2 separate regions of the Mus musculus genome follow, and region 2 is linked to region 1. A link is a contact called in public HiChIP or PLAC-seq data. All regions are on one chromosome and are shown on one strand. The core of a region is the stretch at or near the end of the contact, and the rest is flanking DNA. Distances in the headings are between cores, read along the strand shown.

Region 1 (7,923 bases), core at 1,715-4,214:
GGGTCTGTTTATTTCTTAGCAAAAGCCAGTCTCTAATGATAGGGGTGATTGTTTTCAGGACAGGTGAGACTTCTGAGTCTACTGGGTTCTATTAGCTAGGTGCCCTTCCCATGTTCCCCGCTTGGGGACCTGCCAGCTGAGTTCAGCATGCAGGCCTTCCATTCTGGGTGATGCTATCAAAATCAAAGAACACAGCTGGATGTTTGGAGTTCTCAGCTTGATGTCTGGAACCTGAATATTTGCAGGAGTGCAGCTGATGGCTGCTAAAAAAATAAATAAAATATAAATAAATAAATCAGCTTTTGATTTGTAAAACTCAGCCAATTTGATCTGAAAGACATTGATGGGGGGCGATAAATATAGAAGCCGGCAGTGGCATGTCATCTCAGGCTTTAGGCATTTGCTTTGCTTCTTTCTGACTCTCTTGAGACAGGAGTCAGTGTAGAGTGTTGCAACAGAAGAAAGACTGAATCGTTTTGGCACTGCATGCCCAGAATTATTTAAGGGAAGTCCACTTATTTGAGAGGTTGCTAAAGGGTTAGGATCTTGCTGATCTGGAGTGGGCATGCTCAGGAAGAGGCCCGCTTCTAGCAGTCTCACTGACTTCCACCTCACAGAAGTCTTAGACGCATGAAGGTTGGTACGTGAGCATCTGGGATATAGCTATCAGGAAAACTCATTGAGCAGTGTTTCCTATTTGGAGGATTATGGAACTCTGGCCCAGGAGCTTGAACCTGAAACAGCTTTGTGTGTGTGTGTGTGTGTGTGTGTGTGTGTGTGTGTGTACATGCTCTCCCTAGGGGCAATTCTACTCTTTACCAAAGGGCAACCTGATAGCAGCTGAAGATGTTAAAATTAATATCTGCACTGTCACTGTTGTGGTCCTTCACATCACAAGTAGTGATGGTATAGAACCAAATCTGCATCAACTCACACTTTCTCAAAGGAAAATAAAGCCCTCTAAATCTAGCTGTCAAAAGCAAGCACATAACGGCAGAGTTAAAGCATCGCAGTACGTGTGCTTCCTTAAACATTTTATGGAGACTGGGAAGTAAAGTAGCTTATCTACAAGCCTTTGAAGAATGCCCATGCACAGCAGACAATTATCCATTTTATTAAAGGGTATAGTCATTGCCTACCAACACCTGGTTTGAAAGATATGGAGTCTGGTAGGTCCTGTATGGAGGTAGTGGGTTGTGGCCGAGGTGGGAGTTAGGGGACACGGCTTTCCCTTTTGAAACAGCATTCTCAGAGGCAGAGCAGACTCTCTCATTTGTCAGTTCACATGCCAAGAAAACTCTTACAAAGGGCGGTTGTTTGGTAAGGCATGGAGTAAAGAAGAGCCTTGGTTTTAACTCTGTAATTGAGATAATTTAAGGGATACATTCAATGGGATTGTAAAAGAAAAGTGAGAAGATTTTATGAAAACTGGAGATGGAAATCCTGTGTCTGTATTTGCAACTGGTCCAGAAAGGATGCATACCGGCCCTGTGCAGAGGGTAGTAACTGGAGAAGTCGCATGGACATACACATAGAATGGCAGGAAGAGGAACATTTGAGCCAAGAAAGAAAGAGACATGATTGAAAACTTTGTCATCCATCATTAAAGATTTCACGTAGGAGAAAAAGGTGTGTGTGTGTGTGTGTGTATGTGTGTGTATGTTTTCAAACAGTTGCCCAAACCTAGCCATCAACACAAATACTTCATACCTAATTGTGTTACCTGGAGCATGTGCAGACCCCTTGCCTATCTGTTTGTGAATTCCTTTCAACTTTGTTATTAATTCCATTATACACTATACATTATACATAGGTAGGATTCTTCAACCACATGGAATCTCTAACAGGAAAAGGGTAGGGAAAACAACAGAAGCGCTTACTTATTTTCCCAGTATGCTTTGCTACTTTTGCTACTTTGTATGAGATCTACCTGTCCCGGTAAACACATCTGGAAACTGGATACAAAGTGACACAGTAAGAGAAGACATGTAGCATTGGTTTCTGCCTATAGCCAGGAGTTTAGGAAGTAGGTAAGCTTGAGAAAATTATCCAATCTTACCACTCTTTGTAGTAAAATGCAGATATTCTTTTACTGTTTATAGACTGGGTATGAGGATTATATGAGAAAATTTGGAGAAAACCCTAGAAGAATAATTGACACCCAGGAGGTCTTCAGGGTTAGAAAGGAAAAAAAAAAGCCACAGAAGTTTGGGGTAGGTACTCAATGGTGACATTTGATAAGACCCCAGCCCTCCTCTGCTTTCATCTTCTCTTGCCAGTTAATTCATACTTTGAATTCACACTGCTCCTCCAATGGAAATTCCTAGCCAAGATCGTGGTTTCCATGTCTGCAGTCCAACTTTGGAGCCTGCTGCACCCCAGGCTCATATCTGCAGGGAAATGCCCATCTGTTGTTCCCAAGACTTGACTGCCTAGACTCCCCACTTCCTCTTCTCATCTCCTTTCACAGCTCTGCCAACTCCCAGTTCTCCTGAGGTGAAGTGGAATCATATTATCTTATGTCTTCTACACCTTCAATCTAATTACCTTGGTGGAGGGGTCCCACCCTCACACTGACACTTCCTGTTGTGCTCTCTGCACCTCTTCATTAATGCTATTATCTTCATTTGGGCCTTCATTATTCTCTCTATCTAACTTCATAGGTAGGTCTGGCTTATTTGTTAATTCTATTATTGCCCAACTTAGGATTGCTTAAATATTGGCAATAGCAATAATCAGTTGCTATTTAAATTCATTCTCTGCTTGACATGACTGACATTATGCTATACAGAAGCTTCTCTTGGGCCCTCGCCTATGTCTCCAGGTTTGTTCCTTAGCATTTTCCTCAAATGCACCAGACACACCAGCCGCATTCTAAAAATACCAGGCAGTACATGGATCTGTGTGTCTGAATCTCCCTCTCTGTGTCTGGAATGTCTTATCTGCTTTGTCCACTTTAAACATCTACGCAGGCTTCACAGCTGTCTGGCACAGTGCTTGTGAGAACCCTGTTTTGACCCTCACACGTCCTCCCTTGTCTCCACTCAGTATATGCCTCTGTTTGTTTTGGTTCAGGGATAACACTGCCTTGTTGTGTACTACTTTTCAAGAGAATGGAATCTTTTATTTATTCTATACCTACAACAGAGTTAAGCACATTGAAGTCACTGAGTGACTGTAAAATCAAGTGAAATCGCTGACTGATTTAGATGGCTGACACAGCCATCATGAACGGTTTAAAACTGTCTTTTCTCATTTCTAAGAAAATGGCTGATATCTACCTCTTAAGATTTTTCTTTGTTTGTTTCTTTCTTTATGTTTGTAGGTGTGGACACATAGAAAAGACTTCTCAAAATACCCTCAGACAAAAATAATTTATTTCACACTTTGTATGGAGAAAAAAAAATCTAGACCTGGGTTTTGCTGTCTTCACAAATGCCCCTCCTTAAAGGTTCTTTGTTCATGTCCCTGTTTCCTCTGGCTATGAGGACACAGTGTGTCCTCATCAGAAGAGTCTATGAGAGCTGTCTTAAATCTGGTTAATTTTTTGTCTCTGAGTGGAATCGGCTTGGTGGTGATTCAGCTTTGTCTATTTGTAATTAGTAGGCAGTGATTGCGAGCAACGTAATTAGGCTCTTTACCTTCCTAGGACAGGCAGAGGGAAAGTGCTGCCATCAACAAGAAATGGGGCTCTGCAAAGGAAGGGGAACCTCTGTGTGGGGACACGGGACACGTGCCACATGGAGAGTAGCTCTGTGCAGGAAGGGGAAGCAGCATTGGAGGAGATGGTTCCAAGAAAGAGCTGATTGCCAGTGAAGGTGCTGAATTCAGCCAAGCAGGGTAATGCCATTCGAGAGCATCAGATTTAGCCCTCACCTCCTGTTCAAGATGTTTAGAGCCTAAGATGTCTTTCCTGGATCTAGGATGGTGCCTGCCACTGACAATGCTGCTCTCCCTATCTGCCGTCTATGGCTCCCTGTAAATCACATGAACATGCAATCCTCAAATCTTCACACCTGGTAACTCTTACTATCTCTTAATCCTAACTAATGAGAGGATGGGGCATTTCACTCAATCAGAATCCAGCGTTATTGCTCTCTGACATGAGAATTTTGGCCACTCTGACTGATGAAAAGTCATTTGTCAATGTTGTTTAACACTCAGCTTCAGGAGACCAATCACTGCATCTAAATTTTGACTGTGACCCTCTGCAGTACAGTGGGATAACAGAATGGAGTCAGTACCTGAAAGCATGGGGAAAAAGGAGGCAGAAAGGAGGGGAGGAGCATTAAGGGGAGATGAGAGTATGAGAGAGGCAGCTGATAAAATTGCATGTTAAGCATGTACAAGGTCTCTGCTAGCCCAAGCCAGACCAAAGCCCATCTCTGAGAGATGTGGGTATGAAGTTCTATCAATAGCTATTGGCAATTCTTAGCTAGTAAGAGAGGAATGGTCAGTTTTTTCTAAGAGCATAGCCTCTTAGAAGTTGGCCATGCTCCAGTGGGAGGCCACACATCCAAGAATATTGGGGTAGCACAAAGTGGCACGTGATGGACTGGAAAACAAGGATACACAGTTGAGTCAGAGCTGAAGAGGGAATGAATCTGGGAGGAGTTCAGGGAAAGAAAGAGAACATAATCCAAGCACCTTGTACAACATTCTCAGAGAGCAAATCAAAAAGTGCAAGTCAATCAAGAAAAGCAAGTGGTTGGTAAAGGCAGGTGTTCAGTTGCTTCGGCAGTACAGAGGCTTGCTTCTGTAACTCCTGTTTGCCGCTGGAAGCTTTACATCAATGCCACCCCCAGGAGAAATCTACCACAGTCATACACTGTCTGACATCCTCTAATGTGTTGAAGACCACAGCACAAGACTGAATCACCATTTTTCTACAAGTGACATATCTTCTAGAATAGGGCCAGCCAACGTCTTTTTTTTTTTTTTTATGTAAAGTACAGAAGAGTAACAATTTTAAGATCTGCAGACCATGTGGCCTCTGTGACAACTATTGAACACCACTGACAGGGCATCAGAGGAGACACAGAAACCACATGGTTGTGGTTGCCTCTTAACAAAGCTTTAATTGTAGACAATGACATTTAAATGTCAGGTCATTTTAACTTGTTATAAGATACAGTGTGTTGCATCCTAAGCCACCACTTGGGATTGGGTCCAAGGCCTCCTGAGGATATCCACATCTACAGAGGTTTAAGGGCCAAATGTAAAATGTATTTGCAGATAGTACTCTAATCACATATACCCTTCTGTAGGATTTAAATTATCTCTAAATTATCTACAAAGTCTCGCATACTACAAACCTACGCAAATATTTTGTCACACTATGTTATTTGGAGGGTAATGATAAGAAAGGGTGTTCTATAAATGTCTCATGCAGATGTAATAACTTTGGATGGTGGATAGCTAAGGAGATGAATACAAAAATCCATGGATATAGAGGAGAAACTCTATTCTCCTTTTTTGATTGATATTCAACAATTCAAAAATGAAAAAAAAAATAGCTATACAAAAGTGCCAGCAGGTTGGAGTTGGCCCATCAGCAGTGGTTCACTGACCTTTACTCTAAGCGTCAGTCGCCTGCTTCCATCAGTTTTATAGTTCATGGCTCAGCTAACCCTCCCTTTGTCTTAAGTCCACACTCTCCCTCTCCTTTCCCAGGACTCCCATTGTACACTCTGGATGCTGGTATACATGGTCATTAGCTCCTTTATGCCCTTGTATTCTTGGAGAGATACCAGCCTGGCCCTGTCATGAGGATTTGAGAATCTGTATGGCCCTACAGACCTTCAAGCTGAAGCTACCAATTTTCAAATAACATACATGCTTTATAGTCACTTGGTGTCTTTGATTCCTAACAAAAGTTGTAGACTGAATCTTTTTCAAAGCTGTGACTTTGCGGCTCTTGTCATCTTAATAATTACGCGTGTCTCTTCTTCACATTTCTATGTTGACCTGGCAATTTCTCCTCATTTGTGGAACATCTTTATCCTGGCTTAGAGTTCCTATCACCAGTCCCACTTCTACATTATTCTCAGAGACCTGCTGTCCAGAAATACAATTGATCAAAACCTGACTCCCTTATTCACGACTCTTCATGACACTTTCCTCTGATCTCTTCTGTGACCTATTTCACATTTTAAACCCAGAACTTGCCTGGAACTTTATTACCTGCGAAGTCACAAATCTGAACATCTCACTGTATCCACAACATTCTGTCTTTCTACAACATTTGGTACATAACTGGATACAACAACAATTATTCTTTCATCTTGGGTCTCAAATCCACTGATCCAGCCTGTTCATCCTTTCTTCTCCCTTTACTGCCTTGTGATAAACCTTCGACTTCTTGACCTATCTTGTAATTCCTCATGCAGAAAAGCCCTTACCACTTACTTCTATTTCTATCTTATATTATTAGTGTAAATAACTTGATCCTGTCCCTGCCACAATGTGATTACCCTGCCTACCTTTTCAAAGGAGTCACTCCATCATTGGTCTCCACTGTCATTATGTGCCTGTCATCAGCTTCTGCTGTGCTGGGCCAGTTCTATGAATGTTCATCCTTCACCTTTCAACGATCTGTCTCATCAGCACCGTGTTCCATGGACTTGTATTCATAGTCACGCTGCTTTAAATGTCTGTCCAAATGTGCTGTCTGAAACCCTGTACCCTTGGTTCCTGCTTGAGACAGTCCAGTCTAGCACCTGTTCACACCTCTCTGCTCCCCGTCTCCAGCCCAAAGCCATCAAATGACTGCCAACTTTCCGACTTCACTGCAAATGTTTAAGCAATTTCTTAAAAGATTTCTCAGCAGCAATTTACAAAGTTGACAGCTATCTCCTTTAAATGGTCATCTTAGAGTCTATTACATCATAACCTCTGAATTGACATTTGTTTCTTTGGTAACACCTTTAAAATCTCCTTAGTAGATTCCCATACTTTCCTGAATTTCTACACATTAGATTCTTCAGAGACCAGTTCCATGCAGTCTTTATATTCTTTTTGACTATTCAGTCATTTCTTAGGCCATATAATTTATTCTTCTGCTTTGAAGTTCCAGGTCTATGGCAGCAACTCAAACATTCTGTTCTCAGCCCTATTTCTCTTGCATGAAACTTATATTCACACATGCAATGGCTACAATGGCTAACCAAACATGGTCATGAGAGATCTGGAATGCTCCCCAATTTTGATCTTTCTAACACAGAATCTTCAAACTCTTACTCCTAAAGGTATCACTACTAACTAGTAGTTACTCACACCATGTCCCAACTGCAAAAACCTTGCAAGTATGACATATTCTACCTCTAAATGAGGTCTCGCTTCTATCCTTTTTACACCATTTAACACATGTACTCTTGTATTTCAGAGCCTCTAGAATAGTCTTTTGAGATTCGAAATTCTAAAACTTGCTATAGATCTCCACTTGGAATGCATTCCCTTAATAATATTAGTGGAGTGTTGCCATCTGTTTCGGTTAATGCCACGCCAGAATGGATTCCAGCATATCCCTTCATTGTCTGACAACTTTCTTTCTCATTTTCTATGTATTTTTCCATAATTTCTCAGGTCTGCCTGAAACAATAGATGGTAACTGAAGAAGGTTATTTCATCTTTGACGCGGGTTTTGACTCTTCCTAACTTGAAATTCTCTCCCCTCTCAGGTGGTCTTGGGTTTCTTTTAGGTTACAGTTTAGATTTCATCTTTGTGAAGTTTGGTGTCCTGTGTTAGTTATACTTTGCTGTGTCCCATGTTAGTGATCACTACATTGAAATAGAATGGTTAGTGATCTCTAACTAAAGGTTTGTGGAATGCAAGCAATACGTCTGCATCTGTGGGGTATAGTTAAAAACAATATACAGCTGCTGAAAAAAATTAATGAATAAATAAAAGTAAATTTGACACAT
Region 2 (7,923 bases), core at 1,468-3,967, 78 kb after region 1:
CTACTTCTATGCCAAGGGCATAGCAGCTAGCCATAGAGCTCTTATGTTAACATAAGTTGTGAAGGTGACAGGTGCTTTACGTTGGTGAAACTGTCCTAACTATGTTAGTGGTAGATTACTCTCTATGTTTCCCACAGGAATAGTCTAAGGATTTATGCTTTTGGTACAGATCATGGGAGGGTAGCAGACCTTTACTTAGACATTTCTTGGGTTGATTTGTAAATTCTGACAAGATTATCATTCAAAATTTATATAAACATGGCTGAGAGATACAGCTCAGAGGTAGAACTTTAGCATGCATGAGGTCCTAGGTTCAAAACCTGATAATAAGGAAAAAGGCCCAGTACACATGGAGTAGAGTATATATGTGGTAGTTTGAACAGAAATACTCATAATAAAATCATGTGTTTGAATGCTTGGCCTATAGGGAGTGGCATAATTAAGGTGTGGCCTTGTTGGAGTAGGTGTGGCCTTGAAGGAGGAAATGCACCACTATGAGGACACCTTGGTGTCTCATATGCTCAAGCTATGCCTAGTGTAGCTCACAGTTACTTGTGCTGCCTGTGGATCAAGATGTAGAAGTCTCAGCTCCTTCTCCAACACTATGTTTGCCTGCACACTGCCATGAGGATACTGGACTAAGCCTCTGAAGCTGAAAGCTAGCACCAATGAAATATTTGCCTTTCTAAGAGTTGCCATGGCCATAGTGTCTCTCCACAACAATAGAAACCTTAACTACAACAATGCATTTTCAATATTTGAGCCTATGAGATAACTTATATGTAAGCAGAACTTGACATCAAACTTGACAACCTGATTTGAGAACCAAGATTCACTTGGTCAAAGAAGAGAACTGTCTTTCCCAAGTTGCCCACAGAGCTTGAGGCTCTGTGTGTGTTGAGTTATACACACACACACACACACACACACACACACACACACACACACACACATACACACACACACACACACACACACACACACACACGTAATACTAAAAGGATTTAAATGATGTAAAGAAATGAAGCTCTGGTGTCTTACTCTTTACCTTCTAAGATTTGATTTGAGTTTAAATTATATCCAAAGGGCTTATTTTTATTTTTGTTTTGGTGTGAGACACAGTTTCACTTCATAACTAGATCTAGCTAGCTTGGAACTTATTATGTCAACCAGGAGTGCCTCAGTATTGTGGTGGTCTTCCTGCTTCTGCATCCTATGTTTCTTGGATTGAACACATGTACAACCATACCAGACAGAAACTCTCGGTGGATGCAAAGAAATATGAGGGCTGATAGGACCATCTCCCCAGCATTATCTACTCTCTCCTGCCACTATCCCTTGCAGTGCTCCTGCAGCAGCCCTTGAAGATGAAGCAAAATGGCTTCAGTAAGGACTGTTCTTAGATCCTGGATCTCTTAGGTAACTTGAGAATATCAGATCTCTGTGGGTGACTAGAAAAAAAAGCCATTGTCCCTGATTGGAAATGTGTGAAAGTGCTCTTGGATCCCAGAGAAATGAGTGACTTGCTGTGGCTAAGGAATATCATCAGAGGCTTACAACTTGGTATCTTGGTCTTGAAGCAAGAATACAATTCTTGAGTAAAAGAGTGATCTAAGTAGAGAAGAGGGCATGGGTCACAGTGAGGTCTTCCTGCATGTGTTGGCTTGTCTGAGCTGTTGCTTTGACAATGCTGTATATGGTATTGGAGAGTAGTGAGGTCATGAAAAGTCTAGGTACCATTGCAAGAAGCAGGAATTAATGCAAGAAAGAAGTGAGGCTTCAGATTTCGTGACCACTGCCCAGCATGACCCAGCCACTAACAAGGAAGTGACAACTTCTCTCCAGCTGGATATGTTTTCAATGCCCAACTCTCTCAGACCTCTCATCCAAACTTTCATAGAAATGAATTCCATCTGATACATCCAAATCCCCAGAAAATGGAAGATACACCATACAGCTCTGAAGAGCCTAGTGCAAAAGAATGCACAAAGTACTGTGTACTCCATCCTTGCCATCAGGAAGCATTTACATTGAATAGATGCCCAGGGAACCCCCATGTCCACTTTTGGGACAAAGACACAGATAAAGCCAGGTTCTTCTAATGGCTTATCTAGATTCTGATATTTCAGTAGAAGACAGGCAGGTGGCAAACAACTCTCAGCAGATTTCCCAGGCAGGGAGCTGCCCAGACAAGAAGCAAAAAGAGTAAATACCAGTTCTCTCTCCTCTCCCAAGTCTTTCTTTCTCATACACTTTATAGCTTTATGGTACAGCCATGACTAGAGAGCTAAACAATACCCCTTTGGTCAGTGCAGAAAAGATGTCCAGCCTTCTCTGATTAATAACAAGGTGATTCAATCAAGCAGAGTTTCTAAAAGTAACCCAAAAGCATGGAACACCTTACAGAGTCTCTCTGTCTCTGTGTCTCTGTCTGTCTCTATATCTCTGTATCTCTGTGTCTCTGTCTCTGTCTCTGTCTCTGTCTCTCTCTCTCTCTCTCTCTGTCTCTCTCTCTGTCTCTCTCTCTCTCTCTCTCTCTCTCTCTCTCTCTCATTTTGGGGCAGTGCCATGTCCAGGTAAGGTGACACCTTTAGCTCCCTCAGCTTCTCTCTGCCAGGAACTTTTTCGTTTGCTGTCCTAATGATCCCCATGCCACACAGGGCCTGATGCTGGTGCTGACAGGCTGCTCATTAGTGCCAGGGTGCTGCAGTCAGCCGATGGCATGCCAGAGCTCCACTCCTGACACTTTTTCACAGAGCTGTCACAGAGTCATAGAGCCTGCCAGCTCTGGTTGAACTCAAGCTGTGATACCTCCAGTGCCAATTAATGCGTCAGTGTCCTGCTTGGCTGGGAGGACGCTTTGTCAGTGCTGACAAATGGGAAACCAGGCAAGCCAGTGGTCGACAGGGTAGCGGGTGTGTGGTTCAGGACACTCACAAGGAAAGAGCCCATGTAAAGGGTCACTTTGCTCTCAGCAGCTTGTTGACTATTCAAGTGTTCAGAAATAAGGACTACCAATCTTCCACTAGGCTTCCTCAAGCATGGTTGAGGAAGACGTGACAACAGGAAAAGGCTGTTGACATGAACGCAGAAGTTCTGTGGACATGGATGCAAATACCCAGCCTGTGTTGCATTAAGAGGCTTTGTTTTGAAAGTCAATAGACACACTTTTCCTGTCATTCTACCCTAATACATGTATGTAACTCTGAGACGAATGTGCAGTTTCCTGCCTACGTTCTATTTACCCACCAAGCATAAGGAGCTAGGGAAGAGAAGAGGCAGGGTGGATGCATGCATTTAAAATGAGGATTTTCTTTTGTCCAATTAACTGCCTTTTGCTTTACTCAAAGCAGAGGATGGGAGCATTTTCACATATATTCTACTGTCCTCTTGTCTACTTTAGAATACAGTGCTTAGGAGCCACACACGAGGCAGTTAACTACAGTAAATGGTAGAAGGCTTAAGCTGTCCTGGAAGAGCAAGATGAAGAACATATTCTAGAAACACACATCTCAGCAGTTGATGGCACCAAGACCCAGAGTGTATCAAACGGCCCGATATCAAAGCAAGTGTGAGTCTTCTTCTGCGAAAATGAACTTGAAGATGGACTCCACCTTTCAGCCTCCCACTATGCCAGGTTCCCTTGAAGTGACTTCAGGAAGGTCTGGGAGGGCCTACAAAGGCCCACTGCAAAGTGTCCTGGAGTCTGGCTAAGGGTTCCACTGGGGAAAACATGCCAGATCCCTCTCTAAATATCATAGTGGAGGAGAACTTCCAGGAGTAAGACTGGAGCATTGCACTGGGAGAAGTGATATGCCACTTAGGAGCTGTACCAATGAACAGTGCTGTATACCACACCAACAGTATACTCTACATGGTGTTTATGCCCTAGGGAATATGCACAAGGTCAAGAAAGCAAAAGAAGCAGACTGTGTCCCCAAAGAATTTCTGAAACAGAGATGTTCCAATTGAACCAGGTCTGGAACGTATCAGCTCTGTGGACTTTCTCAGTGCATCTTGCTTTGCCTTGGCATACGGTACTATTTGGGTTTTTTAGAAGAGGATGTAATGGGTCAAGAATTTTAATAGGAAAAAAAACAGGTACTGAATATCACTGCACATGGAGGACTCTATCAGGCGCTCAGTGGCTCTTGGTTCCAAAGTTGTGAAAAGACCATAGATTCTTGACTGGACTCAAACCTTTTCCTGAGCTTCAAGTAGGTCACCAGGCATGTAACAAGGTAAGAATTCCAACTGTCTCTCTAAAGCTTGGGCCCCTCAATGAATCTGGTATCAGGGATATAGGAACACTTTCCTGTGAAGTGAAGCAGCCTACTGTAGTGGTTTTCAGGATATATTAAAAGGGAAAATATTTCTGCATACTCAGAGAAAACTGAGAATAAGACCGCGTTAAAGTGTGTCTACATAACGAGAAAGATGAAGCCCAGAGTCCTGAGCAGGAAGCAGCCTAGCTTCTCTGACTGCACCTGTACACATACTGACCCTTAGTAGGGAGTTTGGCTTGGGCTTTCATGGGGTAAGCCACAGCTCTTTCTTATGAGGACATGAAATGAGAACTTTCCTTCCTGAAAAGGCCAGGGTCCAAGGTAGTGTACACAATAAGTTTATATCCAGAACAAATGTGCAGAAAACCACAATTATATGGAAAACTGATCACTTTTCTCTTGAATTCTAAGAGTAGGAAGCCATGAGGAGGAAATAGAAAAGGCATCACACTATAAATAACACCAGAGAAATGACTTTGCTCAAAGGGAGGCCCTATCTTCCTCTCCATCCTTCTTCCAGACATCTGGCACTTCCGTTGCCTACTGAATGGCTTGGACAGGCCTCTTAACCCTTTTATCCAGCAGACATCCACTCCTATATCAATATACCAGAGCCTTCCTGAAAGAACAGCCCACATTTATATATCACCTTTTCACAAAGAAGGTGGTCATGACTGGAGGAAGTACTCATTCTGAAGATGAGACCTTATGTGACTGTTGTGAGCTGCACCTGATGGCTTTCAATAGACAAAACCAAGCTTTTTTCAGAACTGTACAAAACCAGCAAATAAACTGAGAGGGAGAAGGTGCAATGAAGTCATCAGATTGCCCCAAGTGCCTGGGTCAGCTATTCTTTGGGGGAAATTTCACATCTATGTAAGAATGATTTGACTAAGATATGATCTGTCTTCAGGAGTGAGACAAAGATGACAACGGCTCACTGCCTCTAGAGATTCAGCAAAGGTGCACATGATTCTCTCAGGAGCCCCAAGCCTGCCCTAGCTTATTTAAAATAAGCGCTTTCTTGGAAACATTTAGTGGCTACAGATGAAGGCCTGACTGCTAAGGGTCTCTAGCTTCAGTTCAGATTTGGCAGCAGCTCAATGACATCTCTGATCTCCAAAGAATCATCACCAGGAACACTGTTCCCCAGTGTGTCTCGAGGTGATTAGCTCTAGCTTGGCACATCTCATCAGTCTGAAAGTGGGACAGCTAATCTAGGCCCCAGATCTGGACAAAGCTGTTCATCTAAATTACTCTAATCTGCAGGTAGATTCTGATCAGCCTGCTCTTCTCCCCTTGATCCATCTTCTGTTTCCATAGCAGCTAAAACCTCAGGAAAGTGGCAGCATCTGGTCCAGGCTCAGATGAAAATCTCCTAGGGAAGTGAATTAACTTGATGGTCACAAAAGGAGGAACAAAGGACCTCAGAACACAGCAGAACGAGCATCCAATGAAAGAGAAGGCGTAATGGAGTGTTTGGGAGAAGAGGGGAGGAAAGCGTAACATGAAGTTAAAACAGATATTTAAGAGATTGTGAGAAAAATGAAAGACCCAAGAAGTGTACAGGAGCCTTTGGCATAATAGAATTGGGCAGAAGCAGGTATCTGGAGGAAAAAAGGCTAGAAAACATCAGTCCAAGGACAAAGATCTCACTGGCCAGAGATGGAACTGAGAAAGGGCATCAAACAAGAGACAGGGTCCCTTGGCATGAGCAAAGGATGTCTACCCCAGGTGATAAATGTTCCTTCAGTCTCAAAAGGCAGACTGGCCCAGCATCTGATAACACAAGGGATGCAGTGACATTAAGATGTGATGAATGGGGTGTGTGGACTTGTAAAAGCCTGTACATTTAGGTAGTTCTGCCCTTACAAGTGTCCCAGGTCCATTCTCCATCATTAATGATCTCATACACAGCTGAAACTTGAGCCACTTTTCACAGGTCATTTCAAAAGGAGAGACTGGCCAAATGTAAGAAGTTAATTAGTTAATTCATTCATTCTCTCTCTCTCTCTCTCTCTCTCTCTCTCTCTCTCTCTCTCTCTCTCTCTCTCTCTCTCTCAACCTGATTTCTTCACAGCAGCAGCAATCATGACCCCAACAGCTCCCCAGAGCTCAGTACAAGTACAACTGAACATGTCATTGTACAATGTTACTGCCAGAGAGGAAATCCAACATTTGAAGCTGTTATAGCCCAACACTGCTTTTTAAAAATGTGGCTTTGGAGGTACTACCACCTTTAAGAATGGCAGGCTTAGGTACCAGTGAAGAACATGCTGGAAACAGGCAATCTATAGTTATTGGACCCTTCTTGGAATGCACTTGTGAAATGAGATAGTCTGCCAGGTCCAGTAGGCTATGGCCCTTTTGGGGATAGTCTAAATCCAACAATGAGCTATGGTGTTAATGTAAAGATTCACTTCCACCATCTTAATCAAAGACAAAGTAGAAGGGCCATTGCTCTTCAGAAGTCCTACACAGCCATTAGAACCTTTCTGAGGACTACGTCCTAGCTCTCCTTCTCCTTCTACCCAATCTTGCTTCTTTCCTTACCCCTCTAGAGAAGATGATCCCAAGACTGGCCCTAATACATTTCTTTCACTTCCCTCTCCTCTGAGTCTGCTGTGGGTGCATACAGCTTGAAAATCAAATAACCTCCACTAGGGTGCCTTAGAAATCCTTAACCTTGCCTTACCTAGCAATATAGATGCCTTCATCAATCCAAACATGCATATTCATGAGTGCATACATAATTACATACATACATTACACTTCATCCAGTGATCAGTAGCAGAATGGAGGTTGACAATGCCATTTTTCCCTTATTATCATTTCTTAACTAAACCCTTGTCACTCTATCAATGTGTACCACTCAGTTTTCTCAACCTGAACCACTCCTTTTTACCCACTCATCTCTCTCATGAGAATAGGCATTCACAAGAACAGGAAATTGTAAGTTTTGGGTTATGGCTAATTCCCCTAGTTCTTAGAACAGTTTAGATGACTGAATTTTCTATAAATATTTGGGAATGAATAAAGTGATATTATGTTCATTGATAACAAATAAAAGCTACCTTAATGATAAGTAACATGTTGTCACATCCTAAAGGGTTCAAAGCACAAATCATTCAGTGTGGTCTTCATAACATCTGAACATTTTGGCAACATAAATTATGTAATTTAGCCACACATTATGGTATATTTGTTATCTAGGAAATATCAGAGAAAACCGACAGCAAATCACAAAAACAGCTAATGACTAGATTTTTGGCAATGCTGAAGAGGCACAGACCAGAGAAATTTCTTGTTAGGAATATGGCATTTAGAGCACTCATCCATCATTATGTATTTGTATCTCCTATCTCTTCAAATAACAGCTGCACAATGTCACCAAAGCATCCCTTCCATCATTACACTCAATGTAAGACAGTCACAGGGAAAATCCTCACCACGATTTCACACAGACTCAAGTGGCATTAATTTCCACAAGGTGGCAAACAGACATGCGGGTACACCTTCTGAGATTGTAACAGCTATGTCCACTGTGCATAGAACAACAACTATATTTACAGAGTTATGAGTCGAATTGACTTATCAGGCTCCCACAGGCTTAGAGCCCCTTGGATTCAGCAGCCAG

Evidence for each region. HiChIP or PLAC-seq counts read pairs in DNA pulled down with a chosen protein or histone mark.
Region 2: an H3K27ac HiChIP or PLAC-seq map of heart atrium shows a contact between it and region 1, with 6 read pairs. The contact joins two enhancer-like sites. A contact is called at or near these places in 1 of 484 Hi-C or Micro-C datasets (nephron progenitors), 2 of 115 datasets of contacts at active chromatin or transcription factors (PVALB interneurons and heart atrium) and 2 of 9 other capture datasets (adipose tissue and pancreatic islet).

What each region holds. Positions count from the first base shown.
Region 1 is chr9:29,022,882-29,030,804 of GRCm38.p6, forward strand. The region is part of intron 3 of Ntm (neurotrimin); the gene reads right to left. Among named protein-coding and RNA genes, the nearest start is that of Gm15520, 8.7 kb to the right of the region's middle. Within about 2 kb of position 2,965, at least 11 of the 459 cell types and tissues checked have an H3K27ac peak or open chromatin away from gene starts, as enhancers often do. A contact at or near this core is called in heart atrium, where this site is marked.
Region 2 is chr9:29,101,409-29,109,331 of GRCm38.p6, forward strand. All of the region lies in intron 3 of Ntm (neurotrimin), which reads right to left. Among named protein-coding and RNA genes, the nearest start is that of Gm15520, 70 kb to the left of the region's middle. Within about 2 kb of position 2,718, at least 18 of the 459 cell types and tissues checked have an H3K27ac peak or open chromatin away from gene starts, as enhancers often do. A contact at or near this core is called in heart atrium, where this site is marked.